Linked DNA regions of Mus musculus: region 1 is linked to region 2. Evidence: chromatin contacts called from public Hi-C data. All regions are on one chromosome and are shown on one strand. Each heading gives the region's core, a stretch centred on a gene start, on an enhancer-like site or on the middle of the called end of the contact. The rest is flanking DNA. Distances are from core to core; before and after follow the strand shown.

Evidence for each region. Hi-C and Micro-C count contacts between places; a contact is called where the count stands out from the background.
Region 1: a Hi-C map of cortical neurons shows a contact between it and region 2, with 1.7 times the contacts expected there. The contact joins the enhancer-like site here to the promoter of Epb41l4b in region 2. A contact is called at or near these places in 7 of 39 promoter capture datasets (embryonic stem cells, frontonasal cranial neural crest, liver and 4 more), 1 of 15 datasets of contacts at CTCF or cohesin (large pre-B cells), 13 of 484 Hi-C or Micro-C datasets (LSK cells, cerebellar granule neurons, cerebellum and 8 more), 4 of 115 datasets of contacts at active chromatin or transcription factors (all in embryonic stem cells) and 3 of 9 other capture datasets (adipose tissue, liver and pancreatic islet).

The regions. Positions count from the first base shown.
Region 1 is chr4:57,090,358-57,093,227 of GRCm38.p6, reverse strand. The region is part of intron 2 of Epb41l4b (erythrocyte membrane protein band 4.1 like 4b); the gene reads left to right. Among named protein-coding and RNA genes, the nearest start is that of Gm34738, 42 kb to the right of the region's middle. Within about 2 kb of position 1,592, at least 73 of the 459 cell types and tissues checked have an H3K27ac peak or open chromatin away from gene starts, as enhancers often do. A contact at or near this core is called in cerebellum, cerebral cortex, cortical neurons and 3 more, where this site is marked.
Region 2 is chr4:57,141,528-57,144,423 of GRCm38.p6, reverse strand. It overlaps Epb41l4b (erythrocyte membrane protein band 4.1 like 4b), which reads left to right and starts at 1,268. Exons shown (of 25, transcript NM_001355492.1): 1 at 1,268-1,576. The coding sequence starts at 1,271. It overlaps LOC108168956, which reads left to right. Exons shown (of 2, transcript XM_017320489.1): 2 at 433-1,166. The coding sequence ends at 1,166.

The sequences.
Region 1 (2,870 bases), core at 343-2,842, 52 kb after region 2:
GTCAGCTCTGATGGAGCCAACAGCCCTTGTTCTGAAAAATCCCCTGGGTCAAGGAGCTTAGACTACTGATTTCACTTTGACTCCTATTTCAGCTTCAGATATTTTATGGACTCTGTCTTGGCAAGCCCTGCTTTAGATGCAAAGGATGAAGCCTCCATGAAGATAGATAAAGGGAACCCCATTAGCAATGTGGCCCCAGGGCAGAACTGGCTGCTGCCCATATGAGCATCTGGCAACTGTCCCCCTTACATTAGCCCCAGGTGTGGACATTTGACCATCTCACCTCTTGGACTAACCCATAAACCCTGGAGTTGCCTGAGATTTTGTAGAGCTCACATAGAGCTGAAGACATTTTAAGATCCACAGGACATCCTCCTGTGGAGGAGAGTACGGAAGAGTAAGTAGTAAGTACTGAACGGCACACTCGGCACATCTGTGAAACCAATGCTTTCAGATGGGGCTGGTGGGTCTTGTATGACCCCTGGTGTCAGCTTCGTCCATTTAGTTCTTCCAGCATTGTCAGGTGCAGTTGGATCTGAAACTTGGGCCAAGGAAACCACACAAGTTGGGCTTGGATCGAGATGAGAGCTTAACAGTGGAGGGAGAGGGAAGATGGGCTTGAACTTGATCTACTCAGCCTAATGGTAAGGAAACGGGAGAAAGAAGGGAATGGGTTCCTTTAAGCTGTGGGTGTCTGGAGCTGCTGAGACTAGAAGGCTGGCTGCGGGAGAACTTGATGTGCCTGGGAATGGTGAGTTCGTTAAGTACAGGTTTGGTCACGGACGTTAGCGTGGTGCTTGGCAGGAACATAAGTATGCTCCTGTCCTCTCTATGGCTGTCCTTCCCAGAATGAGACTATCGGGGGTTTTCCTGCATGGTTAAGGGCAATGGTGAGGTCTAATTCTTGTTCTCCAAATCCCTCATCAAAATTGCCTACCTCGGAGCCGAGGATGTAAGATGGGTGTCGGCATGGCTATCTAGGCAGCAGGAAGCTCTGGGCTGGGTGTGGTAGTGGGTACCTGTATTGCTAGCACTCAGGAGATGCAAGTAAGATGATCACAAGTTCGTTGTCATCCTTGGCTACCAAGGGAGTTTGAGGCCAGCCTGGAATACATGCGAGCCTGTCTCAGAACACGAAATAAACATACCTAGTAGTAGGCAAACAGTGAATAAATCAAAAAAAAGGATAATCCTCCCACACTGGATAATAATCTTGTTAAAATAAAAGGCTGTTCAGAAAGGTGAAAGAAAATGACCCGCACGTCCCTACCCACCCCTCCCCAAAAAAATCCCCTACAAATATTTCTGGACATAACCTTGATAGAAAATAATAATTTTCTGTAAGCAGGATCCTACCTGATTTCTTATTCCTACCTTAACATTGTGCTCTTGTCACACCAGTAAATATCAGCCTACATCCTTTTAAAATAGTAATGCATTACACAGGGGAGCCATTTTTGAATCTGTCTTTGTTGACGGACATTTAGGTCATTGCCAATTCAAAGCTATAAACAATGAGATGTAGCATCCCAGCCGCGGCGCCTTAGAGATAGGCGCCCTGCTGTGGCGATCCGCTTTTGTTACCCAGTCTAGGCAGTGTAGAGATGACAGAGGCCCACATTCTCCTCTCCTTAGCACAGTGTGCACGCTTATTGTGTTCTAATTCATCTGTTATGTGCTTTTGTGTGTTTCCACCCCTCCCTCCTCCCACACAGTCCTCTTGGGCTTTGTGGTTAGGTGTGGAGTACACTGTGCTCGTTCAGCCCCGCCCTTTCTCATTAGTAACATGTGCACGGTGGAGATGGCTTCTGCCAGTCCCAGGTAGTCAGCAGAATTAGCCTCTGTTTCGGAATAGCTGGAGAGAAACCTACTTTGCCTGTTCCATTCCAGTTCTTTTTATAGCAGTGGAGCTCCGCTATGCATTGAGTTAGTTACAGTGATAGTGGACATGTTACAATGTTTTCTCTTTTGGATGGACTTGCGATGTTTCTCTATAGTGTTCTCATATGTAGCTTCCTATAGAAGTTAGACTACTGAGCATGTCAACAATTTTAACATAAATGTTTATATGAGAGAAATGGCTTTGTAACCTCCTTAGGCAGATAGAACTGAAGTAGGTTTTCTGGTAAATAAGAGGAGTATCTGAAATGTCCTCCCTGGCCACAGCGGAACCATCTGCCTCTTCCCGTCAGTGATGGGGGTTCAGGAGTGTAAAAGAATGAAGGAGGCCAGGGACTTTGTTTTCCTGATGTCAGAGTTGAGGGTGTTAGAACCACAGGCTGGTATGCAATCAGAGTTTAGCACAGGGTTTGTCGTTTTAGCTAGATTACTGGAGACCTGGAGTCACTGGGGAAGAGCGATTATAACACCAGGAACTCAGAATTTTTAGAAGGGCCTTTCAGATCAGTTTCTTAGGGGTCTTAAGAGCTTCCTGACCTCTTTTAAAAAACTTTGGGAAACTTTGGTTAATAGAAAAATACACTTACATGCAAAGCAAATTATTTGTTTTTCTTTTTCTATTTACATGTGGTATATATGTGTATGTATGTATGTATGTTTGCATATATGTGGGCACACATGGAGGGTTGATACCACTTTGATACCTCACTCATTGAGGCAGGGTCTCTCAATCAAATCCAGAGCTCTCTGATACTGGCACTCTCATCAGGGGTTCACTCTGGGAATCCTCTCTCTGTCTTCCTAACCTGGAATTACAGGTAGCCGTTAACACCTGCCTGGCTTTTCTGTAGGTTCTGGGGATCCAAACTCTGATCCCCTAGAGCAAACCCTTTAAATGTTAATTTATTTTCATTCAATCTGTATGATGTTTTGCCTGAATCTGTATGTCATAAACCATGTGAGTACACCAT
Region 2 (2,896 bases), core at 19-2,518:
TTTCCCACATTCCTTTCTGCAACACAGGACAACTCACTTGTCTGTGGGCAAACCCTGAACCTGTGGGCATTGATTGTTAGCAATTCGCTGTCTCCAGTTTGCTCCATGTGCCCTATGCAATTCATTCTTATGTTCTGCTTCGCTTCCCAGGAGTCTGTCCAACCTTGACCAACCTTCTCAGTAGCAATAGCTTATGCAGGACCTTTCCTTAATTCTGGGCATGGGCGAGGTCCTTGAAGCAGGGTGTCTCCAAAGGAGTATGGAAAAGTACTTCCCCTCCTCGCAGGCCTCAATTTTCTTGTTTGGAACGGGTCCGTTGGACTGGCAGGTTAAAGCTCCAGCCAGGGTTGAGATTTTAAGCAGATAGAATTTCATTAAGTGGCAGGGACCTTCTAGGTCGCCTACTCCACTTCTGCAGAAGGAGAAACTGAGTACGGTTGGTGTTTTGTTTTTGTTTTTGTTTTTCTTCCAGAAAGAGCCGTGTTTTTCTTTGCCCTAGGGGTAAGACTTCCCTGGAAGGAGACAGTCTTATTTTCTTCATCTGGTCAAGCAGGAGGAACTCTTGGACTTCTAGGGGGTCCTGCGCGCCCGGAAACACGTGTGTGCTCACCTACGTGTACGCACGTGAGCGCACCTACAGCAGCAGGGGGCGCTCGGGCCGGCAGGGGGCAGCACAAGCCCGGCGCAGCCCCGGGGGAGGAGGGCGTGCTGCAGTGCCGGCGGCGGCGGCTGGAGGTGCAGCCCTCCCAGGTGGGAGGCGGGGGCTGCGGGCGCAGGAAAAGGCGCCCCGGGAGCGGGCGCTCGGCGGGGGCCTCCTCGGGCCGGGCGCGGCGCGAGTGGGAGCGAGCGCGCCGGGAGCACGCAGGCGCTTTGCTCCGGCTGGCCCTCGGCCGGCGCGCGGCGCGGGAGCAGCCCGCAGCCGGGTCCCCCCGCGGCGCTCTTCGCGGGGCAGCGGCCACGCAGCAGCCGGCACCGACCGACCGCCCCAAGCGCGCGGCAGCGACAGCGGCGACAGCAGCGGGACGGTCCCCCGGGCCGCCTGTGCGCGTTCTCTCCCGCGCGGCTACTCTCGGCGGGCGCTGGCCCGGCCGACGCGTCCCGCGGGCGGCCGGAGCGCGGCGGCGGCCTCGGCTGGGGCGGGAGCGAGCCCCGGGCCGCAGCCCGCGGGAGGCGGCGCGGCGCGGCGGGCACTGACGGCGGCGCCGGGCGCTCCCGGGCGGCGGCGCGGCGGCAGCGCAGGGGGCGGAGGCAGGGGGCGCCCCCGGCCAGGATGCTGCGGTTCCTGCGCCGGACCTTTGGCCGCCGCTCCATGCAGCGCTACGCGCGGGGCGCGGCGGGGCGCGGGGCCGCCGGGCTGGGGGACGAGCGCGACGGGGGGCCGCGAGGGGGCCCGGCTGCCGCCGCCAGCTCCTCGGTGCTGCCCGCCGCGCCCGGGGGCAGCGTATTCCCGGCCGGCGGCGGGCCCCTGCTCACCGGCGGCGCGGCTGTGCACATCTCCGCCTCGGGAGCTGCCAAGGCCACCCTTTACTGCCGTGTCTTCCTGCTCGACGGAACCGAAGTGAGCGTGGACCTGCCGGTGAGTGACGCGGCGCGTGCGGGGCACTAGCAGCCTGCTCTGCTTGGGTCAGAACCCCCTGTCCCAGTCTTTCTTTCTCTCTGGGAAGCTACCCGGGCTGTTTTTTGGGGACCCCTCCCCCATCTTCTGCCAATCTTCCCCAGCCATGAACCCTCCCAGACCACCAGCCCGGGTATGCTCTGGGGCCCAGTCTTTGGCACCTTGCAACCGCAGGGTTGCGGCGCCCTTCTTTGGCGACCACCTAGGATTTTTGTGCCTCACTCCTACCCCATGCTATCCCATGCACACGTCCCTACGTCCCCTCCCCTTGGCGCAGGTGGCTGGCATTCCCTGCCAATGTTGGCCTTCGGCTGCTGGATTGAGTAGAATTTTTCAAGCGACGCAGGGCTGTTCCGGGGTATCCCGCTTTGGGTATCAGGCCTTGGTGGAGAAGAAATCCTTGCCTGCTGCTCAGCAGGTGCCCCAAGTTTGGGAAGAGGCTTAGGGAACAGTTTTGCCGCTCTGCCTTCTCCCGATTCCCCGTGGATGGCCCCCATAGGGAGCCTATCCCAAAGTGCTCCCTGGCTCACAACCTCGCAGGGAGTGGAGCGACTTGGGAGCCAACTCAGGCCAGGTCCGCTTTGAACGGAGAGATAAGCCTTGGCGTGCTGGGAGTTGGCCCCGGTCCCCTCTGGACTGGCCTACCCACTCTCTCCCACACCCGGCAGTTTGCGTGGTTCGTTCAGGGCATCCCGGGGTGGCAGCACCAGGGCCTGCGTCCGGTTCACACACCCACAGGTGGTTGCACCCGGGCCCAGTTCCAGTGGCAAGCTAGGCCAGCGCCAGTGTCTCCGACAGGGAGTCCAGCCGCCAAAAGAGCCTTTTTGGCCGAAGGGGCCAGTCAGATCCTATCAAACGCTGCACTAACGGGCGCCCACTGCGCTGCGGCAGACGGTGCCTTCGGGAATCTTTGGGCATGACTGAAGACACCGCAGTAATTGAGCTTTAGATGAGTTACAGATTGTCCGGAGTGTTTAGGCCTCCGGACAGTCTGTAACTGGGTGGTAGGAATTCGTTGGATTTAAGGAGAGAACACTTAACCTGTAAGGGTTTCAGATGGGAAAAATCAGCCTCGCTAGCCTAGGCTCTAATGCTGCTTCCTGTGGGTTAATTTGGAGACAGCTTCAATTTATGGTAGTTTCATTTTTGTGGTTCCTGTGCTCTATAGGAGAGCATTTTGTCACAAAAATATCCTCGCGAGGCCTTTTCATAGAAAAGGTGCCAACATTCCCCAGCCCAAAGCTGTTGTCTTTTAAAAAGCATGCATGTCACCGCTCCCCA